Linked DNA regions of Zea mays: region 2 is linked to region 1. Evidence: chromatin contacts called from public Hi-C data. All regions are on one chromosome and are shown on one strand. Each heading gives the region's core, a stretch centred on a gene start, on an enhancer-like site or on the middle of the called end of the contact. The rest is flanking DNA. Distances are from core to core; before and after follow the strand shown.

Region 1 (3,860 bases), core at 829-3,328:
TACAACGAGTTGCCTAAATGTGAGTTTAGCAGTGTCAACAGACAGTCTGCATGACTCAAAACCTCTGCTGTAACAAACAGACCAGGTGTAAGAAAATCCCAACTTATTCTTCTATGGCTCTATATAAGAAGCACTATGTGCTATCTTGGTAGTGTTGCCTCCCCTTCCCCCGAAAAAAATTCCTCCAAAAAGCAGCATTCATCGTCCGTGGAGTTCTTGTCACCATGTTCATAACTTGTGCTATATGCCTGCTAGGCCTGGTTCTTCGGTTCCGTTCAGTTCGGTTTCTCAGTTTTTCAGAAGATTCGATTCCCAAAAAAACTAGAACCGAAAAATTCAGTTTCGAATCTAACCAAATAGACCGAAGTTTAGCAAAAAAAAAAGAACACAATTTTAGAGTTTAGCAAAAGTGTGTATAGGACCGGATGGAGGATTGGGGTTGGGGAAGGATTGATTTGGAGGGGTTGTGTGCTTATATACTTAGGATTTGGGAAGGCTATATTGAGATATGCCTAAAATTTTATTGGTCTATTAGGCTTCTATTATATTTCGGTTTTTTTGTTAATTCGGTTTTCTAAGGTCTAGAACCGAAATTACCTCGGTTATTTCGATTTTCTGAAACATGGAACCAAAATTTCTAATGGTTAATTCGGTTCAGTTCTTCAATTTCGATTTATTTTGCCCAGGCCTAATTGTCTGCCCGGATATCAACACTGGGGCTTGTGTCACTCTTGGCTTTGGCGCCTTGCCTGCCTTCCACTAGCCTTGAGAAAACAAATATCACGCTAGAGCAGCAACAAGGTGTGCAGGACAGTGTTTTCCCTACCTATGATAGAGACATGAATTGTTCAAGGTATTTTTTTGATAGGGTACAAGGCAGAGACTAAAATCTCGCTCGGGAAACACCAAAATCCGATAAAATTTCCCGATTTCAATGTGTTCCGAGATACAAATTTCGGTCCAGTTTTTTATGTATTTAGGTTTCAAATTTGAAAATATAAAAGTCAAACTTTGGTCAACAAAACGGATTTCGGAAACCCCAAAACGAAAATGTAATCCCTAGTACAAGGACGCCGCAAACTCACACCACAGACACTCGTGCGTCCAATACACACATTAGAAAGGGACTGAGAAGTCTAGACCTCTAGTGCACGGGAAACATGCAGTACCATTGAACGCGCACAGCGCTCGCGTGTGTAAACCCTACCAGGAAAAACCCCAACGTGAGGCATGGAGTGTCAATCCTGGGGATTGAACCCACGCCCGGCCGCTCGCACACCCGGCGAACGAACCAACTGTGCTACGCCCAGTCCTCATTGCTCACGGTAATTGCCACAGTCAGATGTTGATGCTTAACACGCAAACTGGGTGCTCGCGGCAGCCCAATCATGAGAATTGTCTTCCAGCAACGAAGACACGACGGACAGCTTATGGTTGTGTTGAGCTTGAGATTAAGAGACTCCAGAACAAAAATGGAGAGTGCCAAAGCGGTCGCAGCATTCCACCGGGCGGTAAACAAATCGGCAGCAAAATGGGTGAATCCAGAACGGATTGGATTGGATTTCATTCCGGCGCTCACAGGAAACAAACGAGTCGTCTGGAGAAGCAATTCGTCCGCGGGAGCTATGCCAACGAACTAACCAGCGAAAGGAGAAACACAGCCAGACCGCGGAGCGGGCGGACGGACGGATCTATCACCGCGAGGACACCTGCGGGAGCTGCGCAATTGAGATGAGAAGGAGGGAGAGAGAACATACCAAATACCTGGATCTAGATCGTCGGGCAGGCGGGGCGCCGGCGGAGGGCCTGCGGATCGCCGGATCTGCTGCTCTCGCGCGCGAGAGAGAGAAGAGGCGGGCGCGGGCGCCCCGCCGATCGCGGTATCACCGTATCAGGGAGGGGCGAGCGGAATGCGAATCGCCGGATCTGCTACTCTCGCGCGCGCGAGAGAGAGAGAAGAGGCGGGCGCGGGGCGCCCCGCTGATCGCGGTATCACCGTATCAGGGAGGGGCGAGCGGAATGCGGGGAGGCGAGGCCACAGGCGGAGGGCGGACGGACACGGGGGAGAGAGGGAGGAGGAGCCACCTGGAACAGAGTGGCCAGCGTAAATAAGGGGCAGCGGAGGAGGCGATGAATGATGGAAGGGGCCACGGGGGCGGCACTGCTGGCTGGGTCAGCTGGCTCGGCTCGTCTACGTGCCACGTACTACTGTAACAGGATACGTACGGCCGACGGACCACCGGCACCGACCGACCAGGGCGGCAGGGGGCAGGGGCGGATATCAGACCCGGGCCACCTGGGCCGTGGCCCGGGTCATAGCCCAAAACAATTTTATATATATAGTACGTATTAGAGATTTTGGCCTAAAATAAACCCTAACGGGCCAAACACAAAGGTCTGCTAGCCGATGCGCTAACTGCACATCCGTGCGGCTGTCGGCGCGACTGGTGGATGAGTGGAGTTTGGTCCGCGCCTGACGCCTCCGTGGTCCGCCGTTCGCCATCGGCCGTCGCCCTACAGTGTTCTGCGTCCGTGCCGGCTGCCGCCCTGCCCGTGCGTCGTCCGCGCTCGGTGTCTCCCCGTCCGGTCGGCCGTCGTCCGCACGCGGCAGCGGCAAGTAGCCAGGTCCGGTCCAGCCAGCCATCCAGCCAGTGAGCCAGGCGTCCCACGTCCAGGTCCCGTGCGGCGTGCGCGGTGCGCCGCGCGTCCAACCAGTAGGAAGCAAGGCAGCAGGCGTTCGGTGCATATTCGGATATTCCCATGCGGCTATGCGATAATTCCGTGAAGTAACACTCAGCCAGACGGCCAGTGCCCACTCGTGACTCGGCCAGCCGCCAACCAGTCCTACTAACGGTAAGCGCTTCTCATTTCCTTAGCTTCTTTTTTTTTATTAGTAAACAACGAGCTAAATACTAGATTGTTAAATGTTTATGTGATGGTAGATTGATATTGTCATGTTGTATCTCTCATTTTATACAAATATTTAACTTGTAATGTGTAGGTTTAAATTCACGTGCTAATGTTGATGAAGTTATTAGATGCGGGGAAGGACCAAATCGTCTCTAATTAGGTACCTTTATGTTTTTTTATCAAGTTTATTGTATTTTTAGATGATGATTTGAAGTAAATACTATTTTAGTCTATGTTTGTGGTATATTTTTTTTAGCGGTATATTTAGCCGTATAATATATTAGGGAATGTCTAAATTAACCTTCAAGTTTTATAGAGTGGCCCGGGACATTAATTTTATAGAGCTCCGCCACTGGCAGGGGGCCTTTGCTTGCCTTTTCAAATTTCGTTCACCATCACCGACCCGATGCGTGTTTGGAGTTTGGACGTGCTCAACAAAGTCAACGCATGCGGCGGATTATACTCCTTCCCATTCCAAATTACACTTCATTTTGGCCGGATATCTAGTTTCCTGCGAGATATAGCACGGTATATTTTTAGGTACATGATAAAAACTATCTTTGAAACAACTAATAATAATTTAGAACGGAGGGTCGTAGAAAAATTGAAAGAAAAAAATCTCACAATAAAAAGGGTTAGTCTCCCACGCTTGAATTTAAATTAATTTACTGACAGACAAACCAACCAAGAGACGTCAGAAACAACGCCATGCCGATGCCGCTGAATATCTCTACTAACTATTAAGAGAGAAGTGTAAACTGCCCCCGTCTCCCTACCCCGTCCGCCCGCCCGCCCGCGAACGCCAGGATTTTTGCATCCGCCATTTTCGCCGCCGGAGGGACGGGAGCGCGCCATAGAGGTTGTTCCCCTGGAGGCTGAGGTCGCGCAGCGCCGCGAGCGAGGGGAGCGACGGCGAGAGCGTCCCCGCCAGGCCGGCGTTCTTGAGGTCG
Region 2 (3,522 bases), core at 206-2,705, 370 kb after region 1:
CACCGATTCCCTCTTTCCATAATAATCCATAAGCAGGTTATTAGGTTCTTATTGTAGATTTTTTTGGCTTTTTATCCACTACCCTTGGAACTGGGTGAATATTTACTCAATAAATAAGATTATATAAACTAGAACCCTTGGAACTGGGTGAATATTTACTCAATAAATAAGATTATATAAACTAGAATATATAACATGGATTGTATAATTTATACAAAATAAGGCAGTTTATATAATCCTAGAAGGAAACAAACGGACCTTAGTCATCTGCATCACTAAACTTTTCTGCATTACCTAGCCACATTACTATAGATTGACCATATTTACTGAAAAGCATTGGTGTTGCTGATTTCTGCAGGGAATGGGTAATGTTGGCCTTACACCGCCACCGCCACAGCACCCGCCGCCTCGAGGAGGCTCGGCAACACAGTGACCATCCCTGGAGCAAAACAAGGATTGTACTGAACCTAAACTTTCTCGTGACACTAAATTTGTAGCATGTAAATCCATCTCGAGCAATATCAGCGTGTCTAGACTCCCGCAAATCACGAGGGATTTCTTCACGATTATTGCTCAGGCAGCTAGGATTTTTGCTATCTCGTGCTGTGGTTTACAACTGGGGGCCTTCTGTCATGTGCCTCATTTGTACTGTAATTCGAATCGTGCCTTTACTTGCCGGCTGCTTAGATGTTGAACATAGAGAATTCTTTCCCTCAGTTTTGAGAAGCGTGAACTTCACTTGTGCCAGTTATTGCATGTGTACTTTACGAGTTGTTGACAGACGATGGCAGTCAATACGTGTGATATCCTGACCCCGGTTGACAGTAGAATTGATTGGCCTAAGGCTTAATAGAATTGATAGTGTATTCATATCAACAAGATGTATTTTCTTTTTTTAAGTCTGTCTTGAAAAAATCTTCAAATTAAGGGTGCTTGACGAGCAATTTGGGACGTGTGATCGATCGGTAAGTTTTTTGGGTGTGTATGAGTGAACATAAAGTACACATAAAAGATATGTGTTGGTTTGTGGGAATAATATATGATTCTATAGAACTGACATGAGTAAGTATAGCTGGTCCAGAAGTGAATGGAGTGTTACAATATGAGATCTATCGCATGTGCAATCTTGTGACACGAGATGGTTTTTCTTTACAAAAAATTGTGCAATCTTGTGGCACAAGATGTTTTTTCTTTTAAAAAAAACACAGTTTACGTTAAACTGACGCCAGCACCATTATTTGCTGGTGCATTGTGCTATCGTGCAAAACAGGTCAAACATTTGAAAGGCTGCATCGGACGCATCCATGGTGGCCTACACCACATCCATCGTCTTCAGTCGTGCTCTCAGCCACATCCAACCGCATGGGCATTACCACAGCTTGGCCCACCTATCAAGGCTTACAGAGTTTCCTTAAATGGGTTCTCCCCTTGTGATCTGGGCTGCGCTGCTAAGGCCGGCCCGTTTCGTCTTGTGATGCTGCGGGGCTGGCGACAACCACCAGCAGCATCGAAGACAGGAGGAGAAAGGAGAGGTGGTGGGGCGATGGCAGCGACTGCGGCGGAGGGGGTGGCCGCGACGGCGCTGCGAGCCGTGCTGGGGCGGGCGGGTATGGCGGCGGAGCGGTCGGGGTGCGCCGCGGAGGCGGTACGGGTTGTGGCGGTGGGGAAGACCAAGCCTGTTTCGATGCTGCGGCAGCTATACGACGCGGGCCACCGCTGCTTCGGCGAGAACTACGTGCAGGAGTTCGTCACCAAGGCCCCCCAGGTGCTGTCTGGTCTCCATTTCGATTGTTTCGTTCGCTTTTTGCATCTTTGCAGCGCATCCATCGTGTGGAGGTGGAGTGGAGGGAAATGAACGATTTGCTCTCGCCGTGTTTTGCAGCTTCCGCAAGATACCCGGTGGCATTTTATCGGGCACCTGCAGAGCAACAAAGTGAAACCACTGTTAGGTGTGCATATATTTTTTTCAATTGTATACGGAGTTAAAGAGTAAGTTAACCTGCATCAACAAAGCTATAAGCATCCTTCAAAAAGAAAAGGAAAGCTGGTTTGTTCACGAGTAGTTAGAAATTGAAGTTCTAAATGTTATTTTTATTTAGTGTTTGCCACTTACGTCACCTTGTAATGAAGAGTTAGTTATGGAAAGTTGTTCTTGCTTAGCACCATCATGACAATTAGTAGTAATATAGTTACTAAGCAGTGTACAGTATATGAAAAGCCGAAAATGATAAGAATAAGATTATCAACACAATTCTTTCATGGTGCTTTTCTTGACATTGTCTCGCGTTTGTATTGCCAGAATGCCAGTTAAGCCTTGTCTATCCTTTTTTTTCAGCTGCTGTTCCAAATCTTGATATGGTTGAGGGCGTAGACAATGAAAAGGTAAGCAATCGGCAACAAGTACTGTTCCTTCTATTATTTATCTAATGTATGTACAAAAGATGGAGACTAATAGCTTAATGCTTGTTAAGTTATTATTTAGTCAGGTTCTTGTATCTGTTACCTGCAATTGTGGATTTCTGTATTAAAACATAGACTCCACAACTTTCAGATTGCTAACCACCTAGATCGAGCTGTCAACAGTTTGGGAAGGCAGCCTTTGAAAGTTTTGGTTCAAGTGAACACTAGTGGAGAAGAATGTGAGTGCATAATAAGTATTGAGAAATCAGAACTCTTATCTCTTGATTAATTTTCCCGAACAAAGCACTTGTGCTATTTGTTTCCACATTTGCCTTGATCTGATAGATTATAATTGATATTCTTTCATTTTGCAACCAATTGCTATATCAGAAGTCAGTTTATTACTTCAGAAGCATACCTTAAATTACAAGTGACAAGTTTGGAAAATAAAAAGTAAAAGCGAACTTATGACCAAGTTCAAATTATTATCATTCTGCAATGTCCACATTCATCTTTCATATAATTAGCTTACCACGCAGCTGCAGGTTCATGGACTAAACATTTTCTTTTGTTCAGCTAAATCTGGAATCGATCCCTCCAAATGTGTCGACCTTGCTAAGCATGTGAAACTAGCATGCCCACACCTAATATTTTCAGGTCTGATGACAATAGGTATGAAAGACTACTCGTCAACACCAGAAAATTTTAAGGTGGGTGCTTATCCAGTCTTACTTCGTCGCAAACAACAACGAGCATTTTGCGTTGGCTTTCATAACCTGTTGTTTTGAGTGCTTTGAATACAGGCATTGGTTAATTGTAAGCTTGAAGTTTGCAAGGCCCTTGACATACCAACAGAACAGTTTGAACTCTCCATGGGAATGTCTGGTGACTTTGAGCAAGCGGTTTGTAATATAATCATTCTCATTCTTTGCATAGGAATGCTGAAACAAGACTACACAATCCTGGAGTTCCATCAACTAATGTTAACTTTATGCAGATTGAGATGGGCAGCACGAATGTGAGGATTGGATCAACCATTTTTGGACCAAGGGAGTATCCAAACAAAAGGCAGAACTAGTGAGATTCAACGCATAAGTGTCATCTCAATACCCAGTCCTCTTG

What was found. Hi-C and Micro-C count contacts between places; a contact is called where the count stands out from the background.
Region 2: a contact with region 1 is called in a Hi-C map of tassel, with 4 times the contacts expected there. The contact joins the promoter of LOC100286142 here to the promoter of LOC100273789 in region 1. A contact is called at or near these places in 7 of 25 Hi-C or Micro-C datasets (ear, leaf, leaf mesophyll and 3 more).

Annotation. Positions count from the first base shown.
Region 1 is chr3:150,926,249-150,930,108 of Zm-B73-REFERENCE-NAM-5.0, forward strand. It overlaps LOC100273789 (Villin-2), which reads right to left and starts at 2,079. Exons shown (of 24, transcript NM_001360444.1): 1 at 1,765-2,079.
Region 2 is chr3:151,300,631-151,304,152 of Zm-B73-REFERENCE-NAM-5.0, forward strand. It overlaps LOC100286142 (pyridoxal phosphate enzyme), which reads left to right and starts at 1,456. Exons shown (of 7, transcript NM_001159030.2): 1 at 1,456-1,765; 2 at 1,883-1,949; 3 at 2,336-2,382; 4 at 2,552-2,639; 5 at 2,977-3,110; 6 at 3,204-3,302; 7 at 3,398-3,522. The coding sequence starts at 1,544. The coding sequence ends at 3,478. LOC100381986 (WD repeat-containing protein 33) reads left to right here. Exons shown (of 18, transcript NM_001174756.1): 18 at 359-781. The coding sequence ends at 433.